Regions from separate parts of the Sus scrofa genome. Here all the other regions are linked to region 3. The links are chromatin contacts, called in public Hi-C and HiChIP or PLAC-seq maps. All regions are on one chromosome and are shown on one strand. Each heading gives the region's core, a stretch centred on a gene start, on an enhancer-like site or on the middle of the called end of the contact. The rest is flanking DNA. Distances are from core to core; before and after follow the strand shown. Region 1 overlaps PSTPIP1 (proline-serine-threonine phosphatase interacting protein 1). Region 2 overlaps HMG20A (high mobility group protein 20A). Region 3 overlaps PEAK1 (pseudopodium enriched atypical kinase 1). Region 4 holds the start of HMG20A (high mobility group protein 20A). Region 5 overlaps PEAK1 (pseudopodium enriched atypical kinase 1).

Region 1 (2,814 bases), core at 110-2,609, 150 kb before region 3:
ATTCCTTGCAGCCACCTCAAGACTGGGAAGTGGAACACGGGTGGGTTTGGAGTTGGGAAAAGCCTTGGAACTTATTGAACATTGAGTTTGTTGTTCTGGGTTATAAGCCTGAGACAGTGGGGAGAAGAACCAGGCATTTCCTCTGTTTATGGGCTCACAGTTCAGTGTGGTGACAGACACTCAGTATATCAACCCAAGATGACAATGGGAACAAGTGCTCAGAAGGGACAGAGGAGAAGCCAGGAGAATGTGCTGCACATAGGGAATTAGCATGTGCAAAGGCCCTGAGGTAAGAAGGAATGTGGCCTAGGGAAGGAACTGGTAGGTGGCCAAGTGACAGGACTAACAGGTGAGAAGTGACCCTGGAGGGAGGGAGGTGATGGGCAAGGGCTAGGGTGGTGGCGTGAGAGGTGGACGGATAGGAGATCTGTGAGGTGGAGAAGGATGGTTGAGTCAAGGGTGCCTGTGTGTCCGGTGTTCATAATCTAGTAGAGGGGGGCGCCTTTGCTGAGAAGGGAGCCCTACAGGGGGAGCAGGTTTGGGGGGTGATGACTCCCATTTTGGATGCTCTGAGTTTGAGGTGTCTGTGAGGTGTGGGGTCCAAAGGGAGGTGAGGACCAGGCAGTGGATGTGCAGGCCCTGGGCTCTGGGAGGGATCTGAGCAGGATGTGGGGGTGTTGTGGGTGGGGGGAGGGTAGAGACGTGGCCATGCTGGGCTAGAGAGGCTGTAATCATCATGGGGAGACTGAGGCAGGAGGTGAGTGTGGGGGCGATGAGCGGGATGGAGGGTGTAACTGCTGGCAAGGCATCCATTTGTCCTGGAGTCCTGACGTCTCCACTCCCTCCACTATGGCCATCACCCCTCCCTCCTCTGATAAGAAGCAGAGGGCTGGCCTTGACCTGGTCCCACCTGGTTCCTCCTCTCACCAGCTGTGCGGCCATGGTCATTTTCTTCACCTCTCTGACTCTTGTTTTTCACATCTGTAAAATGGGGATAATGATGGCACCCTCCCTGGCTGGCAGAGTTGTGAGGACAATAATTTAGGCCAAGAATTCTGAGTTCTTATATCAGCGGTACCTGGAGCCTTGTCAAAACGGTGTGCTGGGCCCCCACCCCCCAGCTTCTGCTTTGGGAGGACTGGGGTAGAGCCTGAGAATCTGCGTTTCTAACAAACCCCCAGGTGATGCGGATGCTGCTGGTTTGCTGCTCCTCCATGGCCTCAGTTTCCCTAACTGACCTGTGGGAGGAGGGAGCCCCCTGCCAAGCCTGACTTGCAAGGATTGCAGGAGAGAGGGCAGAAGGGCAGGGCTGTCTCACTGGGTGTCATGCGGCGATAAGGCCACCAGGGGGCGCGCGCGCTGCTTCGCGGAGCGGCGGGGTGGAAGCCGAGGGCACGCTGGGCGGATAGCGGCAAAAGAATGCGGCTAGGGCAGGACGCTTCGCCGTGTGACCCAGCAAGCCTGGCCACCCTCTGGCCTGTTTCCCTAATATGCCCAATTGGCTATGGCTCCTCAGGAGTCCTGGTGAAGGGGGCAGCCGCAGTATGTATTTCGCCTCCTTAGTTAAGGGACCATAAACACAGGCGGAGAATTTTACTCCTGAGAGCCGACAAGCCTCACTTCAGGGCCAATCTAGAGCCCCACACACCAGCTCTGTCTGGGTGCTTGGAGACTCACCCACGGGCCCAGGCCGGGCATCCCTCACACACATGTGCTCATGATCAGTTTGTTCCTCACGCCCACGGGGTGGCAGGGAGTGAGGGAAAGGGAGCCTAATCTATGGGGCTGCTTCAAGGGGACCCCCTACCTGAAGGCGAACCAACAGGAGGTTTCTGATAATAGGGGACATGCATTAAGGTCTTAGATAGAGTGTTTTGAGGGCATAGCTCAGGTCAGGTTCAGGAGTCTGAGGGATCCCCCCCAGGATGCCTCCGGTTGTGCAGATGTGGGCTCAGCAGAGGGAGGCCTAACAACAGCAGCCCTTGTAAAGCACCTGCTTTGCACCAGGTCCTGACAGAGGTACTCTATACATATGAATTCATTTGATCCTCACAACCATTCTGTTTGTGCTGTTTTTATCCCCATTTGGCAGAAGGGGAAACTGAGACACAGGCTAAGGAACTTGTCCAAGGTCACACAGAGAGTGAGTGGCAGGGTTTGGACTGAACCCAGACCATCTGGCTCCAGGGTCGTCTTCTAATGCATGTGGGAGTCCAGAGTGGGAGGTCCCTACCCAGGTTCCTAGCCTGGGAGTACGAGTCACTTCCCTCCTCTGCCAGGAGGTGGTGCTCACCCCTCTGAGAGGCCCCTGTGCCTGACAGGCTGGGGCAGGCATTTCCCTGTCAGTTCTATTCTGACCCAAGGATCCCTGTGCCTCCTGGTGCCCCTCACCTCCCAGCAGACAGGATGGGGTTCCAAGGGGGCTCGACACCTCTGCTCGGGCCTCAGCTCGATTTGTAGCTCTGGGAGAGACCCCCTCCACAGGACTGCCAGATAAAATACAGAATGCCTCGGTAAATTTGAATTTCAGATAAATGACAGATATTTTAAAAATGTAAGTATATTCCAAATATTACCAGGGGCATGCTTATATTCAAAAAGTATTTGTTTATCTGAAATCTGAACTTAACTATCCGGCATTTTTATTTGCTCCATCTCGCAATTCTACCTGGTGCATCACCCCTCACCTCCCATGCCCAGCGCCACCTGCTTCCCTTCCCGCTCTCCCTCTCAACCCCTGGAGTGGACAGCACCTACATCTCTGCTCTAGACTGGCCACCTCGATGCTTCCTGACTCCTCCTGCTGGGGTTTTT
Region 2 (2,700 bases), core at 106-2,605, 250 kb after region 3:
ACCATTTAACATATGAAGGTATGGAAAGCAGTCACATAGTGCCTCTACTTGGTACTATAGTGGGTTTCTGTTCTCTGCAGAAGTACTTGCTAACCACAGCCAAGTGAGTGCATTTAATGTAGAAAGAAGAGCAAAACAAATCCTTCAGCAAATTCCTATTCCCTGGGATGTCACTGTGACTTACTGGATTAAGTAGGCTTTTGAACAGCAATAGGCAACTCTGGAAATACAAATTTTGTAGATTTTAGTAAATACACTCAACACCAATCATCTTGAGGTGATTTAATTAGTCTAGTCACTCCTCAGTTAGTTACTGCTGATATAGCTTTAAACTTGTTTTTGTTTCACCTGGAAACAAAATCAGTAGCTTGTAAACTGCTAAGATAACATCTAAGCACTTGATCTGGGTGACAGCCTAGAGGCTCTGTGTACAGGAAGGGTGAAGCCTTATCATATTGGGAAGGGTATGTAAAGGAAAAATGTTCCTGGGAAACTGGTCTTCTAGAGTTTTAAATGTGTCAAGTTTGAACTGTGTGGCTATTTTTTTTAACTTTCTGAAGTCATAAGCATTATCAGCTTTTGGATTCGAAAGCAAATATAGCAGAATAATTTTGAGTTTCTCTCATTTAAACTGCTCTGTTAAACTCAAATGTACCTATTTGTTTTGTAGGGAAAATTGTGAATTTCAAAAGCAAAATATAGTAAAACAATTCTGGGTTTCTTTCATTTGAACTTTGATGTTAAACTGAAACTGTACCTATTTGTTTTGTAAGGAAAATTGTGAATTTCAAAAGCAAAATATAGCAAAGTCTAAGTTTTAAATTTTCTTTCCATTTAAACTGTTCTGTTAAACTGCAACTGTGCCAATTTATTTTGTGAGGAAAACTGTGAATTTCATTTTATTGTTCAAAGTGGTAAAGACTATTGATGGTTTTGCCTCCCTGCAGCTAAAGGGTTTTTTTGGTTTGGTTTGTTGTTATTGTCTTCAACTTTTGGCCGAAGAAAACGTCCCCACTACCTAGAGTTCTGTTTTTCTTTTAGGAATTCTTTGTAGAAAGAGAACTTAATTTGTATCAAATTAATTGATTGATTAAAATGAAGTTGATTAAAATGAAGAACACTTTGATGGGATCTATTTCCTTTTATTACACTATAGCTTTTATAAGTGATCTCTGACTTTCCTTAAAACATCATCATTTACTTTTTAGTATTCATCAGCTTTGAAAGGGTAAAAGATTTGGGAATTATTGACTGTAACAGAAAGGAACATTCTTTCCATCTCTTCTTTGCAGTGTTGCTTCACAGCTGCAAGTTTGAGCTGAAGAAAGCAGTGTCAAACGTAGGAAAATAGAGGAACTATGTAAGGACCCTTGCCCTAGAACTGTTAACTAGTAAGTTTTTGTTTGGGTCCTCTTTCTCATATATAGACTTCCTCAGACTCCAGACTTGAATCATTTTGTTTTGGAGGTAGAAAGGAATCCTGTCTGCCTCCTTGATATGAATCTAGATTCCAAACATGTAAGTACCCTGAGCTAAGTGTTCCCTCTCAGGTTTTCCTCAGTCGGTATTTTCTGTTTCCTTCAGATGCTCTGTGAACTTATCACACTACTAAGCAGTTACCTTAGTTGGTCGCCCCATCTATTCATCTGTGTTTCTTCCCTGTTTTTCTTATATTAAATAAATAGCTTTACACACATGAGCTACTACAGCCCTTGCATTTTTTCCCACTGTTTTGCCCTTCTTCGCCCCACTAGATTATGAACTGTAAAAGGACAAAATTTCTTGTTAATCTTATTTACTTCTATGTCTTTGATGCCTAACACAGTGAACATATAATAAACTGTGAAAAGCATTGCTTTTTCAGCTTTTTTAAAACTCATTTCCCTATTTTTTTTTTTTTTTTTAAAGCCTACACCACAGCTACAGCAATGCAGGATCTGAGCCACAGCTTGTAGTAACGCTGGATCCTTAACTCACTGAGCGAGGCCAGGGATCGAACCCATATCCTCACAGATACTGTGTTGGGTTCCTAACTTGCTGAGCCACAAGAGGAATGCCTCATTTCCCTCTTGGTAAACACAAAAATCCTCTATTCTTTTTTTTTGTTTTTTTGCTTTTTAGGGCCTGACTTGAGGCATATGGAGGTTCCCAGGCTAGGGGCTGAATTGGAGCTGCCTACACCAGAGCCATAGCAACGCAGGATCCAAGCCTCATCTGTGACCTACACCACAGCTCATGGCAATGCTGGATCCTTAACCCACTGAGCGAGGCCAGGGATCAAACCTGCATGCTCATGGATCCTAGTCGGGTTCGTAAACCTCTGAGCCACAAAGGGAACTCCAAAATTCCTCTATTCTGATATAGCCTTCGTGAGAATCACCAAGAAGTGAGTGAAAAAATATACACATGTATCTTTACCAAACAAGAACATTAACTCTCTGTATTTTGTACAATTAATTACTTCTGTTTTCTAAATATAAAATAAGATTATAACATTGAATATTATTGAAAATACCTTTTCAAATATCATATGGCCTCCTAGGTGGAATATTAACTGTCTTGGCCTTCCCTTCTCCCACCTACCTCCTGTCTCAACCCTCCACCTCTGCCTCATACACGCCTAACTTTTTACTATTTCATAGTACCCCAGTGTCCCAGGAAATTATTTGGGGAAGTACCCATACCAAGGAAGTTTTATTA
Region 3 (2,856 bases), core at 153-2,652:
TCCAAAATGGGAAACTCCAGTCACCAGAGTTGTGCTTGAGAAATAAAAAAATGTGTCTCCTGAGGCACTTAAGCAAGGATATATGACAGTCTACTCTGGCCTCTTCTATTTATTTGCTAAAACAGGTCTGCTGTGGAGCATCAAAATAGAATCTTTGATAAGAAAAACTCATTTGCCTTCACATTCCTTATTATCTCAAAGCAAATCCTGCAAATGAAATGGTCAAAGGGAGAGTTTAATGGCTGAAGCTGCCCCTAGGAACCAGCTGGGATTCCATGATCTAAAATCCGATTTCATATTTGACAATTTTCAAGACCAAAGCCCTTTGGGCTATAGATGCAGCTATTCAAGAGTAGTCTATTTCATGTCAAGTCATGACAGCATTTTAAGACTCTATTACTGTTTTTTACTTTCTCTACCACTATACAGACAATGACAATAATTAGTTTGCTTCTAGTTGAACAGTTTCAAGCAGATTTGATATAAAACAACCAAATCCACATAGGATTTCAATCTTGGCATAAACAGGCCCACAGAAGTAGCTAGAACTTCTCAAGCTAGATACAATTTCCAAGTCAGTGAAGAAGATGAGAGTGGGTAGGTGGTATATTAAGCACCACATACGAAGCATTTCCTAAAGCACCCGTGGAGAAACTGTTAATAAGCGAGGATGGGGAATGGATTGCTCAGCTCCTTTCCCAATCTTGTGACTCCCGGAGGCCATTATCTCTCTTCACAAAATCTGTCATACCGCCAAAGAGGTAGAATCAAGAATTCTCACTGCTGTACAAGGGCTTTTAAGGATACTCTTCACTGAGAAACTATCGCCTATATGTCATCCAGCACATTATTCTACCTCTGGGCTACTGAAGTAAAATTTATAAGCCAAGATTCTCATTAGGCTTTTGTAATGGAATGTGTGGGTCACTTAAAGAAAAAAAGGAAAGGAAAATGTGACAAGTATCCCTGCGTCATTGTTCCCAACCTTTCCTCCTTCCACAGTGAAAAATGCTGACCTGATACCTCAACCAGCTGCCAAACCCTTCAGTACATGACTAAAAGGGTGGGGAGAGGAAGTGAAAGCAAAGCTGCAGGAAAAGGCTTTGTAGGAGATAAAACACAGCTTTAAGTTGGTACACAAATGGAAATTCCATGCGTAAAAGGAACTTTCTTAGTTTGACATCTGACCACATCTCCCAAAAAAATCAGTTTCTTGCTATGCCAAGAATAGGCAAAATCTTAAGATATAGGGTTCTACCTAAAGAAGAAACCAAGGTTAAACCTGCTTAATTTTGAAAACTTAACTAAAGCACTGCTGAAAGGAAGAAGCCCATCCACTTCCAGTTGTTTTAACCACAAGTTTTTTTTCCCAACAATTTACTGTTCCTGTCACATGGTAGTCATTCCAGGATAGGAATTGTGCAACTGCAGATGCACCACTGTAAAGAGGCACTGCTTGGGTTCCAACTCATTTTTTGAGTTGAAACTCTTTGATGAACCAGTTAAGTAATAATTATTATTACTATAAACTAGGTAACAACTAGTGATAAGATTATATGTTGCAAAACTAAGTTTAAAACCTTATCTAAAAACAGCCAAGGACTCCTGTTTTACAATTTTAATCCTGTTCACAAACTATGCCCTCTGTTTGGAATGTATATTTCTAGTACAGTTCCATTTGACAATACCCTGTTTACCCTTCAAACCAGTTAAAAATTTATCTGTGATGAAGCTTTACCTCATTCCCTAAATATCTTTATTAGAAGACCATGCTGTGCTGTAATTATATAAGTCTCTAGAAGGCAGGGCTGTGTCTTTTCCACCTCTATATCTCTTGGATTGCTTAGAATATACTCGACACTAAACAAGTGCTTCCTGAATAATAATAATTTTAGCTAGTATGATGTACACACTATTATTAGTCTCTTTTTGCTGATGAAGAAACTGAGACTTGCCCAAGGTCACACAGGTAACATGGCAGAGCCAGGACGCATGACTGCACACATGCGTAAATGGTACAGTTCAGCTATTCATGGCATCTGGAAGCTGCTTTAGACTTAAGCATGGTGGTACTTGAGAAACAGTTCACTCAGCAGCAGCAGCACTGCTTACCACAGTGGAATTCCATCTTGAACAAAGAGGTGTTAGAAGCAGGCATGCCCACACTTCCCTAGCTCACCTCTGAGGTGGCAGGGTCCATGTGCTCAGTGCAGAGCAAGCTAAGAGTAAACTAACAGGCACACAATTAGCTAGTTGGGCTCTTCCAAAGCTGTGGGGTTGTGTGTGTGTGTGTGTGTGTGTGTGTGTGTGTGTGTTTCAGAGTATTGAAGGAGTGAATATTGTGAGGCAAATTAAGTATGGTCTTTCATCCAGTCTAGCCTGAGTCAGGAGCCACCTTTATTTGGAGGGGCCTGTGAAGTGGCTGGTTGAGAGCGAATGGTAAGAAGTTGTCTTGCTGTGTTTTTCTCCACCGTCTTCAACTGCCAAGTGAAGAAAGCTGGACTTCATGCTAATTGAGATGTGAAAAAAATAGGTGGTCTCTGGTTTGAAAGAAGGGAACAAGCAAGAGGGGACATGAGGGCACTGCAAGATTCAATGGGAAGAGAAAGAAGAAAAAGGAGGAGGGAAAAGAAGTTGGGAAGGAAAAAGAAGTAAGAAACAGCTGATAATAATGAAAGAAACCCCATTTGAATGTTTACAGTAGCATAACCAGAGGAAGTGATAATGCTCTTTGTTTCCACTCTTATCCATTTCTGGAGGCTTTAATATCTTGCATGACTTGTACATTTGGTAAGAGGCATGATTTTTCCTTCCCCAGCTACAGAACAGAGGGAACAATACATTCTATAAGACAGT
Region 4 (2,700 bases), core at 182-2,681, 220 kb after region 3:
ATAGTTTTCCTTTAACTTGTCACTATCCTATCCCCTCAATGCCAGTCTTCCAATAACTCCAATCCACAGCTCTCAAATTCCTAAACGGTTGTCTTAAAAAACACAACGGATTGCAAGAAAGTAACATTTAAAGGTAGAAGGGCTCCTCTTTCCCGTAGCTCTCAGTAGTTTTTTTAACGTAGTCAAAGGACGAAAAAGACCAAATCAAGCTCTCAGGCGAATGGTGCAGGCGACCGGGAGGAGGTACAGAAGGGGGCTCAGACAGCAGCTTCCCATCACGGAAGGTAAGAAAAGTTGTAAGAACGGATGAGTCAAAGGGTAAGGGAGAAACAAAACTGATCCAACAAACAATTCGAAATCCCCAAATAACCCGCATCTTAGGAGTCTTACAAACCTCAGAGCGAAGTGAGCAAAGAGCCAACGGGTTTCGTCCTGGCGCTGCTGGCCAGGCTGCTCCAGATCCTCCCGGGTTTGGAGGTGGCTGTCCGGCACACTTAGCAAGAGCAAGGGGAGTCCTTCCTGCCCCAGCCTCACAGCGTTCACTACTCTAGGCTCCACTTTCCCCAGCAGCCTTCCAGCCGCGCCCGGGGGCGTCTCTCGCCGCCAGGTCCCAACTTTCCCTCCTCTGGGGGGCGCCGAGCTACTGGGGCTGCCGCCTCCGCCGCCACCGAAAGAGGGGGCGGAGGCGGCCGGGGCGCGAGGGGGCGCGCGGCGCCGCGGGCCCCGAGGTCGGCGGGGCGCGGGGGTGGCCGCGGCCAGAGAGCCTGTGCCCGGCCGGACGCTCTGACCGCCAGAACCCCCGCAGAGGCGCCACCGGGACCCCGCGCCGCCCCGCCCGTATTCTCCCAGGTCATCGCCCTCACCCCGCAACGACCCTGGTCCCACAAGCCGGCGCGAGAGAAGGGAAGCGAGAGGACGCGGACAACTCTATCTCTGTTACCTGAGGGGCGCACAAGCCGCCGCGGTGACCACCATCGTTCGCCGTCCCGTATCCTTCCTGGTGACCGCAGCCGTCGCCGCCGAGCAACTGACACTGACTAACAACAACTAACTACTCGCCGCCGCCGAGTCCACCGCGCGCTCCCGGCTGCCCGCAGCTCGCCGCCCGCCCGGCCCACCAGCCTGCCCGCCTCCTCCCAGCCAGCTCGCCTCCCCTCCGCGCGCGCACTCGCCGCCGAGCTACTTGAACGAGCACGCGCGCGCGCACGGGCCCAAGGCCCTCTCCCTGTCTCGCTTTAGCCCCGAGGGAGGAGTCACCATGAAGCCCCTCCTCTCGCGTTCCTACCTCCAGAGGAAGAGCTCTAGAGAGAGGTCTGATTGGCTGAAGAGGGCGTGGCCAAAGGAAGAGGGCCGGACGATAAGGACTGGGAAGGGAAATTTCAGGTCTATTACGATCCTGGGAAGGGACATTTCAGGTCTATTATGGTCCAGAGGGAAAGGGGAGTGAAGTATTGTCCCTTTTCATGCCAGAGTCCCCTCGGTCGGCCTGCTGTCGAATACAGAATAGGTATCTTCAAGGACTCCAGCCTACAGTAATTAGCAATTTTAAGTCCTGATTCTTTCTGCAGGCCTTAGCAATTTTAAAAAACTACATCTCCCAGAAACCTCCGCGAAAATAAGTCTCACCTTGCGTAATCACGTAGTCTTTCGCCGCCTTTGAACAAAATAATCCCTTCATTTTTCTGAAGGTATAGGGAATAATATTTGATTTCTCTCCTCACTGGAACAGTCTTAAATGCTGCAATAAGGGAAGTTACCTATGGGAAGGTGGTTAAGCGATTAGCTAAAGGGAAGGAAAGGACATCAAAATAAAGCAGTGCGGAGGAATTTTTGTCAAGCTGTGAGACGACGGAGTGAGAAGCGTGAAGGCGATTGAGAGGGGCTCAGGGAATTGTCCTCTGTGCCAGGGACTTTCTTTAGGCCCCAGGCCCCCGCCTGTCCCTATCTTCAGCAGGTCAGTAAGCAAGGCAACCTTGGGGGTGGCCACAGTGGAGCTGCCCTTCACCCCTTGAAGATCATCCCTCTTTTGCTGTTATTATTGGTTTGTCTGTTTGAGGCCGACTAACTGGGGGCGCCTCACTTCCGGTTGGGGGAGGGGAAGAAGGCCATCCTGGGGGAGGGGGGACCGTAACTCACTTCCTGTGGGGGTAGGGTGATGGTTTGGGTGTCCAGCCCACTTTTTATGCCGGCGAGGGCTTGAAAAGGTGATGCCTGGTGCCATATGCATAGACAGTATCTTAAAGCTTTGGGATTGTGTCTTATGCGAAAAGTTAGGTTATTCCACCTAGTTGTGCTAATCACCAGGCTCCAGTCAGAATTTGAGTTTTGGTTCCACGTGTAAGATGGAAAATTTTCTCTCCAACAGAATTTCCTTAGTGCGTTCTTCAAAGAATTCGAAACCCCTTGTTAAAATTCTCTACTCATCTCTACAAGATGACATACTTTCTTGCGTGACTCATGAATTGCCCATCCCTGCTTCCCTACTGAAGTCTAACCTTGGCTGAATAAGGTATAGCGATGTTCTCTGCCATGACATACCACAGGAACTCTGTAGTTTCTCATAAGGAGGTAGTTTATTACAAGACTCAATATTTTACCTAAATTATGAAGCATTTTCACCTGACCACAGTGAAAATATCATACTGAAGTACTCAATTACTTGGTGTTACTTTAACTGATTGTGATTATCTTAAATCCTTA
Region 5 (2,702 bases), core at 1-2,500, 130 kb after region 3:
ATAGATCACAGACCTAAATATAAAACACAAAACTATAAAAATCCTGGAAAATACCATAGGGAAAAAAATCTAGGTGACCTTGGGTTTGATGATGGCTTTTATATACAACACCAAAAGCATGATCAAGTAACAAAGAAATCTTTAAGATGGACTTTACTAAAATTAAAACCTGTGCTCTGTGAAAGACATCATTAATGAAAAAACTATAAGCTATACACTGTGAGAAATATTAGCAAAAGCGTATCTGATAAAGGAGTATTACCCCCAAATATGCAAAGAATTCAAACTCAACAATAAGCAAATTAAAAAACATGATTAAAAAGTAAACAAAAGACCTAAAGACATCTAACCAAAAAAGATATACAAATGGAAAATAAACATATGAAAAGATACTAACATCATATGCCATTAGAAAACTGCAAATGAAAACAATAAAATTCCACAGCACACATCTATTAGAAAGGCTAAAATCCAAAACAGTGACAACACCAAATGCTGACAAGGTATGGAGCAACAGAAACTCTCATTCATTGCTGTGGAATGCAAAATGGTAAATCACTTTGGAAAAGTTTGGCAATTTCTTACAAAGCTAAACTTAGTCTTACTACATGATCCAGCAATTGCAGTCCAATTGGAGAACCAATGTCTACCAAAAAAATCTGCACATGAATGTTTATAGCAGCTTTATTAATAATTGCAAAAACTTGGAAGTAATCAAGATATCCTAGAGTTCCCATTGTGGCTCATCAGGTTAAGAACCCAATATCCATGAAGATGAGGGTTCAATCCCTGGCCTCACTCAGTGGGATAAAGGATCCAGCATTCCCATGAGCTGCGGTGCAGGTTACAGATATGGCTCGGATGTAGTGTTGCTGTGGCTGTGGTGTAGGCTCCAATTCGACCCCTAGCCCAGGGAACTTCCATATAATGCAGGCATGGCCCTAAGAAAAAAAAAAAAAAAAGAGCAATTTTCTTGCCATCCCTGCCAATAGAAAAGGTCTGTTGAAAGCAGACATGCAAGCTCCAGAAGTTAGTAAGGAAGGGAAGGATACAGTTGACCCCTTACAAGTGGAAATGAAAACCTATCTCTGCATAGACCAAGACAAAGTCCAAAGAAAACAAATGGCTGCGTGGGGCAAATGCTCTTGTGGTCAGGTCATGTGAACATTGATTTCAGCATGACTGACCGGCCACAACAGAGGGGAAATAAATGCCCTCTGGGGGTGGGGGCGGGGGGCACAAGGGAGGGAGAGAATTAGGGAGAGTACATCTATACAATGCAATACTATGAGTGTGTGTGTTGACGTACGGCAAGAGTGGATGGTGAATTGTAATCTTATCAAAAAAAAAAAAAAAACCCATGACCTAGAGGGTTAAGGCTCCTGCCTTTCTCACCACTGTGGCTCTGGTTGCTGCTGTGTGGTGCAGGTTCAATCCCTGGCCCAGGAACAAACAACTTCTACACGCTGCCCATGTGTACAAAAGGTAAAAAATAAAGCTGAAATGGTGGGAGGAGGGGGGACGAAAAAAAGAAAAGAAATGAAAAAAGATATTTTTCAATTGGTAAATGGATAAACTGTGGTAAATGCACACAATGGACTATTATTCAGCAATAAAAATAAACAAGCTATTGAGTAACAAAAAGACATGGAGGGGAGTTCCCACCATGGCTCAGTGGTTAACGAATCTGACTAGGAACCATGAGGTTGCTGGTTCAATCCCTGGCCTCGTTCAGTGGGTTAAGGATCTGGTGTTGCTGTGAGCTGTGGTGTAGGTCATAGAAATGGCTCTGATTCCGTGCTGCTATGGCTCTGGCATAGGCCGGAGGCTACAGCTCTGATTAGACCCCTAGCCTGGGAACCTCCATATGCCACGGGAGTGGCCCTAGAAAAGGTAAAAAGACAAAAAAAAAAAAAAAAATAAGACGTGGAGGAACCTTAAAGATTTATTGCTAAGTGAAAGAAGCCAGTCTGAAAAGACTACATATTATATGATTTCAACTATGTGACAGTCTAAAAAAGGCAAAACTATAGAGCCAGCAAAGCAATGAGTGGTGGTAATCAGGAGCTGGGGGGCAATGAAAGAGAAGGATGGATAGGTAGAACATAGGGGTTTTGTGAGGCAGTGACACTATTCTGTATAATACTATAATGGTAGACCCATGACATTATGAATTTGTCAAAACCCATGAAGTTGTACAACATAAAGAGTAAACACTAATGCAAACTCAGTTTATAATAAGGTATCAATATTGTTCATTAATTATAACAAAGGTACAACTATTCTTTTTCAATTCCAAATGAGTGTACTGAAATTCAATTTTGGCCCTAGCCACTCAGAGCTAGCGTGGAGCTCACAAACCAAAAGACATTATCCCATATAAGACTGCACTTATTTCAAATGCCAGCCACACTTTAGGAGCCCCCTGGCCACCTGCATTTCTAATCAACTGGCCACAAAAACAGGGATTCCTATGATTCCCTCAGTTTGATAACTTGCTAAGACAACTCACATAACTCAGGAAAGCATTATACTTATGATTGCAGTTTTCTTATAAAGGATACACACAGGGCAAGGTCTAGGATATTCCCAAATATAGGGCTTCCATATTCCATGCCATCTCCCCATGAGTCAGAGTGCATCATTCTAACACATCAGTGTGTTCACTAGGGGAGAAGCGCCACTGAATTTAGAGTCCAGAG

Evidence for each region. A called contact is a pair of places that touch in the nucleus more often than the background predicts. HiChIP or PLAC-seq counts read pairs in DNA pulled down with a chosen protein or histone mark.
Region 1: a Hi-C map of embryonic fibroblasts shows a contact between it and region 3, with 2.2 times the contacts expected there. The contact joins two enhancer-like sites. A contact is called at or near these places in 3 of 47 Hi-C or Micro-C datasets (embryonic fibroblasts, heart right ventricle and subcutaneous adipose tissue) and 1 of 2 datasets of contacts at active chromatin or transcription factors (alveolar macrophages).
Region 2: a contact with region 3 is called in an H3K27ac HiChIP or PLAC-seq map of alveolar macrophages. The contact joins two enhancer-like sites. A contact is called at or near these places in 2 of 2 datasets of contacts at active chromatin or transcription factors (alveolar macrophages and skeletal muscle).
Region 4: a contact with region 3 is called in an H3K27ac HiChIP or PLAC-seq map of skeletal muscle, with 10 times the contacts expected there. The contact joins the promoter of HMG20A here to the enhancer-like site in region 3. A contact is called at or near these places in 1 of 5 promoter capture datasets (liver), 4 of 47 Hi-C or Micro-C datasets (embryonic fibroblasts, fetal heart ventricle, fibroblasts and 1 more) and 2 of 2 datasets of contacts at active chromatin or transcription factors (alveolar macrophages and skeletal muscle).
Region 5: an H3K27ac HiChIP or PLAC-seq map of alveolar macrophages shows a contact between it and region 3. The contact joins two enhancer-like sites. A contact is called at or near these places in 1 of 47 Hi-C or Micro-C datasets (embryonic fibroblasts) and 2 of 2 datasets of contacts at active chromatin or transcription factors (alveolar macrophages and skeletal muscle).

The regions. Positions count from the first base shown.
Region 1 is chr7:57,131,937-57,134,750 of Sscrofa11.1, forward strand. The region is part of intron 3 of PSTPIP1 (proline-serine-threonine phosphatase interacting protein 1); the gene reads left to right. Among named protein-coding and RNA genes, the nearest start is that of PSTPIP1, 30 kb to the left of the region's middle. Within about 2 kb of position 1,360, at least 16 of the 83 cell types and tissues checked have an H3K27ac peak or open chromatin away from gene starts, as enhancers often do. A contact at or near this core is called in alveolar macrophages, where this site is marked.
Region 2 is chr7:57,532,001-57,534,700 of Sscrofa11.1, forward strand. All of the region lies in intron 2 of HMG20A (high mobility group protein 20A), which reads left to right. Among named protein-coding and RNA genes, the nearest start is that of HMG20A, 29 kb to the left of the region's middle. Within about 2 kb of position 1,356, at least 3 of the 83 cell types and tissues checked have an H3K27ac peak or open chromatin away from gene starts, as enhancers often do. A contact at or near this core is called in alveolar macrophages, where this site is marked.
Region 3 is chr7:57,286,064-57,288,919 of Sscrofa11.1, forward strand. The region is part of intron 2 of PEAK1 (pseudopodium enriched atypical kinase 1); the gene reads right to left. Among named protein-coding and RNA genes, the nearest start is that of TSPAN3, 100 kb to the left of the region's middle. Within about 2 kb of position 1,403, at least 28 of the 83 cell types and tissues checked have an H3K27ac peak or open chromatin away from gene starts, as enhancers often do. A contact at or near this core is called in alveolar macrophages, liver and skeletal muscle, where this site is marked.
Region 4 is chr7:57,502,617-57,505,316 of Sscrofa11.1, forward strand. HMG20A (high mobility group protein 20A) reads left to right here and starts at 1,432. Exons shown (of 11, transcript XM_021099019.1): 1 at 1,432-1,954; 2 at 2,366-2,509. It also overlaps a transcript of PEAK1 not described here.
Region 5 is chr7:57,419,406-57,422,107 of Sscrofa11.1, forward strand. The region is part of intron 1 of PEAK1 (pseudopodium enriched atypical kinase 1); the gene reads right to left. Among named protein-coding and RNA genes, the nearest start is that of PEAK1, 24 kb to the right of the region's middle. Within about 2 kb of position 1,251, at least 2 of the 83 cell types and tissues checked have an H3K27ac peak or open chromatin away from gene starts, as enhancers often do. A contact at or near this core is called in alveolar macrophages, where this site is marked.